Regions from separate parts of the Mus musculus genome. Here region 1 is linked to region 2. Evidence: chromatin contacts called from public promoter capture Hi-C data. All regions are on one chromosome and are shown on one strand. The core of a region is the stretch at or near the end of the contact, and the rest is flanking DNA. Distances in the headings are between cores, read along the strand shown.

Region 1 (3,451 bases), core at 718-3,217, 160 kb before region 2:
GGACTGATGGTCCCAGCTCCTTACTAGAATCTACAAGACACAAGGAGAACCTACTCCTAAAACCTGTCCTCTGACCAAACACACACTGTGACACATGTGCACACACAAAATAAATTCTAATAGAAAATGAAAACAACCATCAAACACACAGCAAACGTATCAGGAAAACCCCCTCCTCCCAGATGATAAAGGACATCACCACTTAGGAGACCACAATGAGCCTCCTGCTGCCGCCGCCGCTGCACACTGACTCGCCTCACTGGCCCTGTGACCCACAGAAGGACCAGAAACCGGTGCTCTGCCTCATTGACAGGTGCAAGGTCTTTCAGGTTCCCTTCGTAAAATATGGCGTCCACCCCAGAGAAGACCCGAGCCAGAGACCCACCTGTTGATGCCAAAGTCAAGTAGTAGAGAAGGGATCCACTCTGATTGAGGAGAAAGGGCATCAGGTACTAGAAAGAGGAGAGACCTGTCAGGGGCTGCCTGCGTGTGCAACGGCTTTCCCAGTTCTCAACCTTCCTAATGCTGCGACCCTTTAATCCAGTTCCTCATGTTGTGGGGACCCCCCAACCATAAAATTATTTTCATTGCCACTTCACAACTGTAATTTTACTACAGTTATGGACTGTCACGTAAGTATCTGATATGCAGGATATCTGGTGTCAGACCCCTTGCCAGTTGTTACCCAGTTCGAGAGTCCCTGTTCTGGCTTGCACCTTCCCACGGGGGTTGGCATGGTTACAAATGCTCAGGGACCGCTCATGTGTTTGAAGACCCCTTAGAGCAAACAGAGAAACGCATTCAATGTACTCTATTGCCTTAAATGCCCTCTCCCTCGTCATGGCCAGTTCCCATCGTCCCTGCTGGTATAAGGCCTTGAGTGACAGTGTTACCCCTTCTAAGTAGCCCACTCCATGTCCTCCAGCTTCATCTCTCTGTACAGAATTCACACAGTACTATAAATATAGTACCTCTCTCCTTCCCCCTAACCCTCAGAGTAGGGCATATCTAGCTAGCTTACATAGGCAGCCATGGGCAGTTCTCGATAGCTTTCCTTATGTTCTACCCCAGGGCAAGTTGAGCCGAAAGAAAGCTCAACTTGGTGATGATGACCTTAAGAGTAGTCCTGGAGCCTGGCAGTGGTGGCGCCTTTAATCCCAGCACTCAGGAGTCAGATGCAGGCTGATCTCTGAATTCGAGGCTAGTGAGTTCAGGGTAGCCAGGGATACACAGAGAAACCCTGTCTCCAAAAACAAACAATAAGCAAAAATAGTCATTGATTGAACATGTACCCTGTACTAGGCCCAATGCTAAGTGTTTTATGTGTCTTACTTGAGTTCTTATATCAGCCCTATACAAGGGTTATCATTAAATTTTCCATTTTTTTGACGAAACAGACTCACAGAGGATAAATGACTCTTCCAGGAACTTCTAGTGAGTAAGAGATGGGCTGGGAATACGGCCGACCTATGGTGAAATTTTCAGGGGCTCGTCCGTGAGAGCTAGACGCACCTCAGTATTCCCGAAGAGAGCCTTTATCTCCTGCAACAGCTGCCAGGCCCACGTCCGCTCACGCACTTGCTCCAGGCCGGAGGAGGCTCGCTTCAGCAGCGGCTGCGTGCCACCCCACAGTGCGGCCACCAGCACCAGAGCAAGCACCTGCCCTGAAAGCAAAGGGTCAGAAAGTCACCCGGGTCCTCCTCCGGCCTCCTGCACCCTGCTGCCCGGCTCCATCTCCCTCCCTCCCTCTTCCCGCCGGGCTGTGATCGGTCGGGAGGACCCGCCCAGAGGGCGGCCGAAGTGAGACCAGGGTGCGTGGCTCAGCATTCCTGAGGCTCGGGGATGCCAGGAGACTGAGAACAGAGCTCCCGAGCCAGAGTCGGAGCCCGCGGAGGTGGGGGGCCCGGCTACCCACCCCAGGACGCCGCCATGAAAACGCCAGGCCCTTCTACTTCCGGGAGCGAGAGGGCGGAGCCCCCGCATCCGGAAGTCGTCCCTAGTCTTTTTCCGGTCCCACTCACATTGCCTCTCTCCTCGCGTCACCGCCAGGATGGTGAGTTCCAGGCGCGGCGTGCTGCCGTCGGGGGGCCTCAGTAGGCATGGGACGGGGTTCCCGGCACTGACACCCCGGTTCTGTCCCCACAGAAACCCATCCTGCTGCAGGGCCATGAGCGGTCCATCACGCAGATCAAGTATAACCGCGAAGGAGACCTTCTCTTCACCGTGGCCAAAGACCCTGTGAGCGACTGCGTGAGGGCGGGCGGCCGGGGGTCCGGGGCGGGGGGCCCGGAGGGGGCGAGTTCGCGCCGCCCGGACTGCGGGTGGACAAGGTTTACTGCCTGCGGGAGGGAAATTTTTCTGATAAGTAGGGAAAACCAACCCCATACCGCGGTAGGTTGGCGACAGCATTCCGCCAGGGAAATCTGGAAGGGAAGGGTACCTAGCCAGGGAGAAGAGAATCAGGAGACTGGAAGGGAGCCCAGGGACAGGACAGGACAGAATCAAGTGGTCTGTTCAATCCCACTTTGTTTCCTTTGGGGATTGTCTTTTGAGGCATTTGCATTGGAGGCAATAAACTGATAGTTAACAGTGGAGAGTTAAGTCGGAGCTTGAGATCTGAGCCCTAACTCCTGCTCCTACTAAGCAGTGTGACTTTGAACATGACATTTACCTTTTCTATAAACCACAGTTTTCCCTTTTAATAAAACATGGAGACTTTAATTAGCTCCCTCAGCAGAGTGAGGTCATTTCTGTAAATCGTTTTGCACTGTACCCGATGCATGTAAGTCACTTATTTTAAGTTTCATAGACATGGTTTCATTGGAGCTTCACAGCTGCCCTTTGAAGAAAGCTGTTGACAAGAGTGGGGTATCTGTCCATGGTGGCCAGCACACCTCTCCATCCTCCTGCCTCAGCCTCCTGGTCTTGGGAATACAAGTGTGTGCTACCACACACAGCCCCTCCCAGTCATTTTTTTTTTTTAATGTATGTGTGTGTAATGATTTTGTTTATTTTATGTGTATGGGTGCTTTGCTGCATTGTATGTCTACATAGCATGTGAGTGCCTGGTGCCTGTGAAGGCCAGAAGAGGATATCAAATCTCCTGGAACTGCAGATACAGATTGTTGTAAGCCATCATGTGGGTGTTGGGAATCAAACCCAAGTCATCTGGAGGAGCAGCCAGTGCTCTTTAAGCTCTGAGCCTTCTCTTCAGCTCTCCTAGCCATTTAAAGGAAGGGAGCTCTGTATTTAAGATCACACAGTGAGCTAGTGACAAAGCAGTGGAGCCCATACATCCTTACTGTCATCCGGAGTCAATTGAACAGGACCCGAAAGGTTTTTTTTCACACTGCAACTCAGGTTGGCCTTTACCTCTTCTGACTCCAGACAAAAGCACATGAGGATGCTATTGGAGGCCTGGCTCTTCTACAGCTTATGTTAGGAAAGGAGG
Region 2 (3,096 bases), core at 40-2,539:
GGAGAGAAAGAAGTCGAATTTCTTCATGATCCTGCCTATTGCCACTTCATAGCTTAAAAACAAACAGCTGGAGAGATGACTCAGTGGTTACGGGCACTGACTGCTTTTCCAGAGGTCCTGAGTTCAATTCCCAGCAACCCCATGATGGCTCACAACCATCTGTAATGGGATCCGATGCCCTTTTCTGGTGTGTCTGAAGACAGTGACAGTGCACTCACATATATGCAATAATAATTTAAAAAGTAAATAAATAATGTGTGACACCACAAAACAAACAGTGTGTGTTCCTGCACGTGCTCGAACGCCCTCCTGTGTGTATGTGGTCATCAGAGGTCCTCAGACTCCTTGGAGCTCAAGTTGCAGGTGGTCGTGGGCAGCTTGATGTGGATGGAGCCTGAACTCAGGCCCTATGCAAGAGTAGAACATGCTCTCAACCACCCAACCACCTCTCCAGCCTCAAATAGGGCTTTGCTTTTTTTTTTTTTCCTTCTTATCCTTTGGGCATCTTGGTACATGTAGTTTTGTCTTTTATACAGAGTGCTGAGAGTCTTGGAGCCACTTTAGCTTCAGAGACCCCATCTTGTACATAGTCTCCATCTTGTACTAGGCTAAATTTTAAGAAACAGCTGAGCTCCCGGAAATGGGTTCAGGCTCCAGGCGCCCCACAGGAATTTAGGTCCACATTACCCTACCCCATGCCTTGCTGGTTAGCACCCAGTCCGGTCTGAAACCCAGCAGCCGCTACACAGGCTCTGATTGGCTGGCCTCAATCCAGGGCAAGTTATCAAGAAAACCATCTGAGGTATTTGACAGGTAGTAACCCACTTAAGATGTCAGGTGTGAGAAACGGTTGAAATACAGCATGCATGCACCCGATTGGCTGCCCCTACCCTACCTAATCTGTGGGTTTTGTTGTTGTTGTTTTGTTATTGTTTTTTATGTTTTTGTTTTTGCTTTAAAAGGTTGTTCTGACTCTCCCTGACACGGTTTGGATCCAGAACCCAGCCGACTTCCTAATATACCGGTTTTTTGAATAAAGAAACTTTTGTTGGCTCGAACTTGGTTTTCATAGTGGATTATTTCCCAAAGTCTCGGACACTAACAAGACCACAACTCCCATCACCCCATGAACGCTGGAGTCTTCAGAGCGCATCCTCCAGAGGTGGGTACCCGGACCATTGACGGACCTGCTGGCTGAAGGGCCCGCCTTCATCAGCCCAAGATCTCCCACCATTGGTCATCTTCCCCGCTTCTCACTGGAGGGCCGCAGGTGAATGAAAGGGGGCGTGTCAGTACTCTCAGCTCGCTGGAGGTGGCTGGAACCCGGTGCCAGGTGAGAACACAACATCCGATCGGCGCCGCGGCTTTTTTGGTTTTGGGGAAAGTTAGGGGCACCTCGGGAGGCTGGCTCAGGGGACAGAGTGCAGGTAGCAGGGACGGTTGCCGTCCTCAGCCAGCTTTGGACCGCCTGGCCCAGTAACTCCCTGGACCCCGGCTGCGCAGAGTCGCTCTCAGTGGTAGACCCTCCCTCTTCTTGCGTGGGGTGGGTGGACACCGAGGCATATGCCCACCCTCCCTGGCTGTGGGTGACCCACCCCCTCACGGTTCAGGTGGGAGTTCTGGCTTCTGCTCATTCTGATCCTGAAGGATACCCAGGCGCCAGGGCTTGGCCAGGCTGGGCCAGTGTCCGCTTGGGCAGTGGTCACTTTGCCGGCGGGAAGACCTGCGAGAGGCAAGGCCTCGGTTTTCACACCCAGACACCAGGGACTGTGCCAATTACCTGGTTCCAGTGGCCTCTTTAGGTTGTCTGACTCTGGATGGAATGTTCCCGGTGTCTTGAGAGCATTTTAGCAGAAGAACCGAAGATGGCAATTGGTCAAAAATTCTACCCCTGCAAAACTCTTAGTTCTTTTCCCCTTTTCCTGGGCCAGAGGAGGGAGTGACTTCCCGGTCTATTGCTAGACCTGTTAGAGGGTTTGGGGAGATCGGTAAACAATGGCTAAGGATTGCCTCTCAGGAGTCTGTAGAATATGGGTTCTAAATCCTGGACGTGTAGCTTTATCTTTGAACCTCAGATTCCCTCTCTGAAAAATGAAAATATTCTGCACTGTGTTAGTATGATCCTAAAATGAATGTTTGTCAAGTAGTTTTCTTAGTGCTTCGAAATGAATGATGTGCAGGAAATTCTAGTCATACTAGTCATTGGAGAGCAGTTTTTATTCTCAGGTTGGTGGAACTGGATGGAGGAGAGTTGTCAGAAAGACGGGGCTGGACATACAGTGCTGATGAATACTGTAATCCTAGCACTGGAGAGGCAGCGGCAAGTGGATGGGACTAGCCTCTGCCTCTCTGCTTCTCTGCCTCTCCGTGCTTGGATTAAAGACAAGTGCCACCACTGCCCAGCTTCGCTTTAATTTTTAAAAATTACATTTCTGTATTTATTTATATATTTATTTATTTATTGTGTGTGTACATATTTTCGCGGAGGTCAGAGTTCAGCTTTTAGGAGTTGGTTCTCTCCTTCCACCATGTGAGTGTTGAGCGTCACACTCAGCCCAGCAGGCTTGGTAGCAAGTGCTTTCACCTGCTGAGCCATCTCACTGCTCCAGTATTTAGTGACTGTTGAGTTGAATTGGAATCGTGTGTAGATTCAGAGTGCCATGAATGTGTGTTAGGCCAGTGCTAAGCTGTTTTCCAACGAGAAGTAGGGGTTTTCAGCACAGCCCAGGGACCAGCATGCCCGAGACCAGCTTTGCTGATTAGATTAACTATGGACTGATTATTTACCAAGTTTGGGTTCATGATGCTCCTGCCTCATCCTTCCATGGCTGGGACTACAGGTGTGTTCCCGACACCTGGCTAGGACAATTAGAAGTAAAACTCGAGTCCTTTAACATATTTCTTATCCCTAATACTTCTGCTGTTATATCTTTCTTGAATAATTGTTCAGAAAAAAAATTCACCATATAATGAATAAACATACACACACAGACACACACACTATAATTTGTTTTGGATCTTGTGGCTTTCTTTCTTTTTTCAATATATCTTGGTGACATTTCAGTTAACTATAGGTAGTTCTACATGATTGAGTCT

What was found. Capture Hi-C pulls out chosen DNA fragments and counts their contacts.
Region 1: a contact with region 2 is called in a promoter capture Hi-C map of adipose tissue. The contact joins the promoter of Tmem234 here to the promoter of Zbtb8b in region 2. A contact is called at or near these places in 8 of 39 promoter capture datasets (the 3T3-L1 cell line, 3T3-L1-derived adipocytes, the C10 cell line and 5 more), 1 of 15 datasets of contacts at CTCF or cohesin (the NIH/3T3 cell line), 6 of 484 Hi-C or Micro-C datasets (CD8 T cells, the P5424 cell line, double positive thymocytes and 2 more), 7 of 115 datasets of contacts at active chromatin or transcription factors (the HPC-7 cell line, effector CD8 T cells, embryonic limb bud and 3 more) and 2 of 9 other capture datasets (adipose tissue and liver).

The regions. Positions count from the first base shown.
Region 1 is chr4:129,599,196-129,602,646 of GRCm38.p6, reverse strand. Tmem234 (transmembrane protein 234) reads right to left here and starts at 1,967. Exons shown (of 5, transcript NM_029748.3): 1 at 1,916-1,967; 2 at 1,513-1,664; 3 at 386-452. The coding sequence starts at 1,931. It overlaps Eif3i (eukaryotic translation initiation factor 3, subunit I), which reads left to right and starts at 1,999. Exons shown (of 11, transcript NM_018799.2): 1 at 1,999-2,053; 2 at 2,146-2,238. The coding sequence starts at 2,051.
Region 2 is chr4:129,439,011-129,442,106 of GRCm38.p6, reverse strand. Zbtb8b (zinc finger and BTB domain containing 8b) reads left to right here and starts at 1,289. Exons shown (of 4, transcript NM_153541.3): 1 at 1,289-1,333.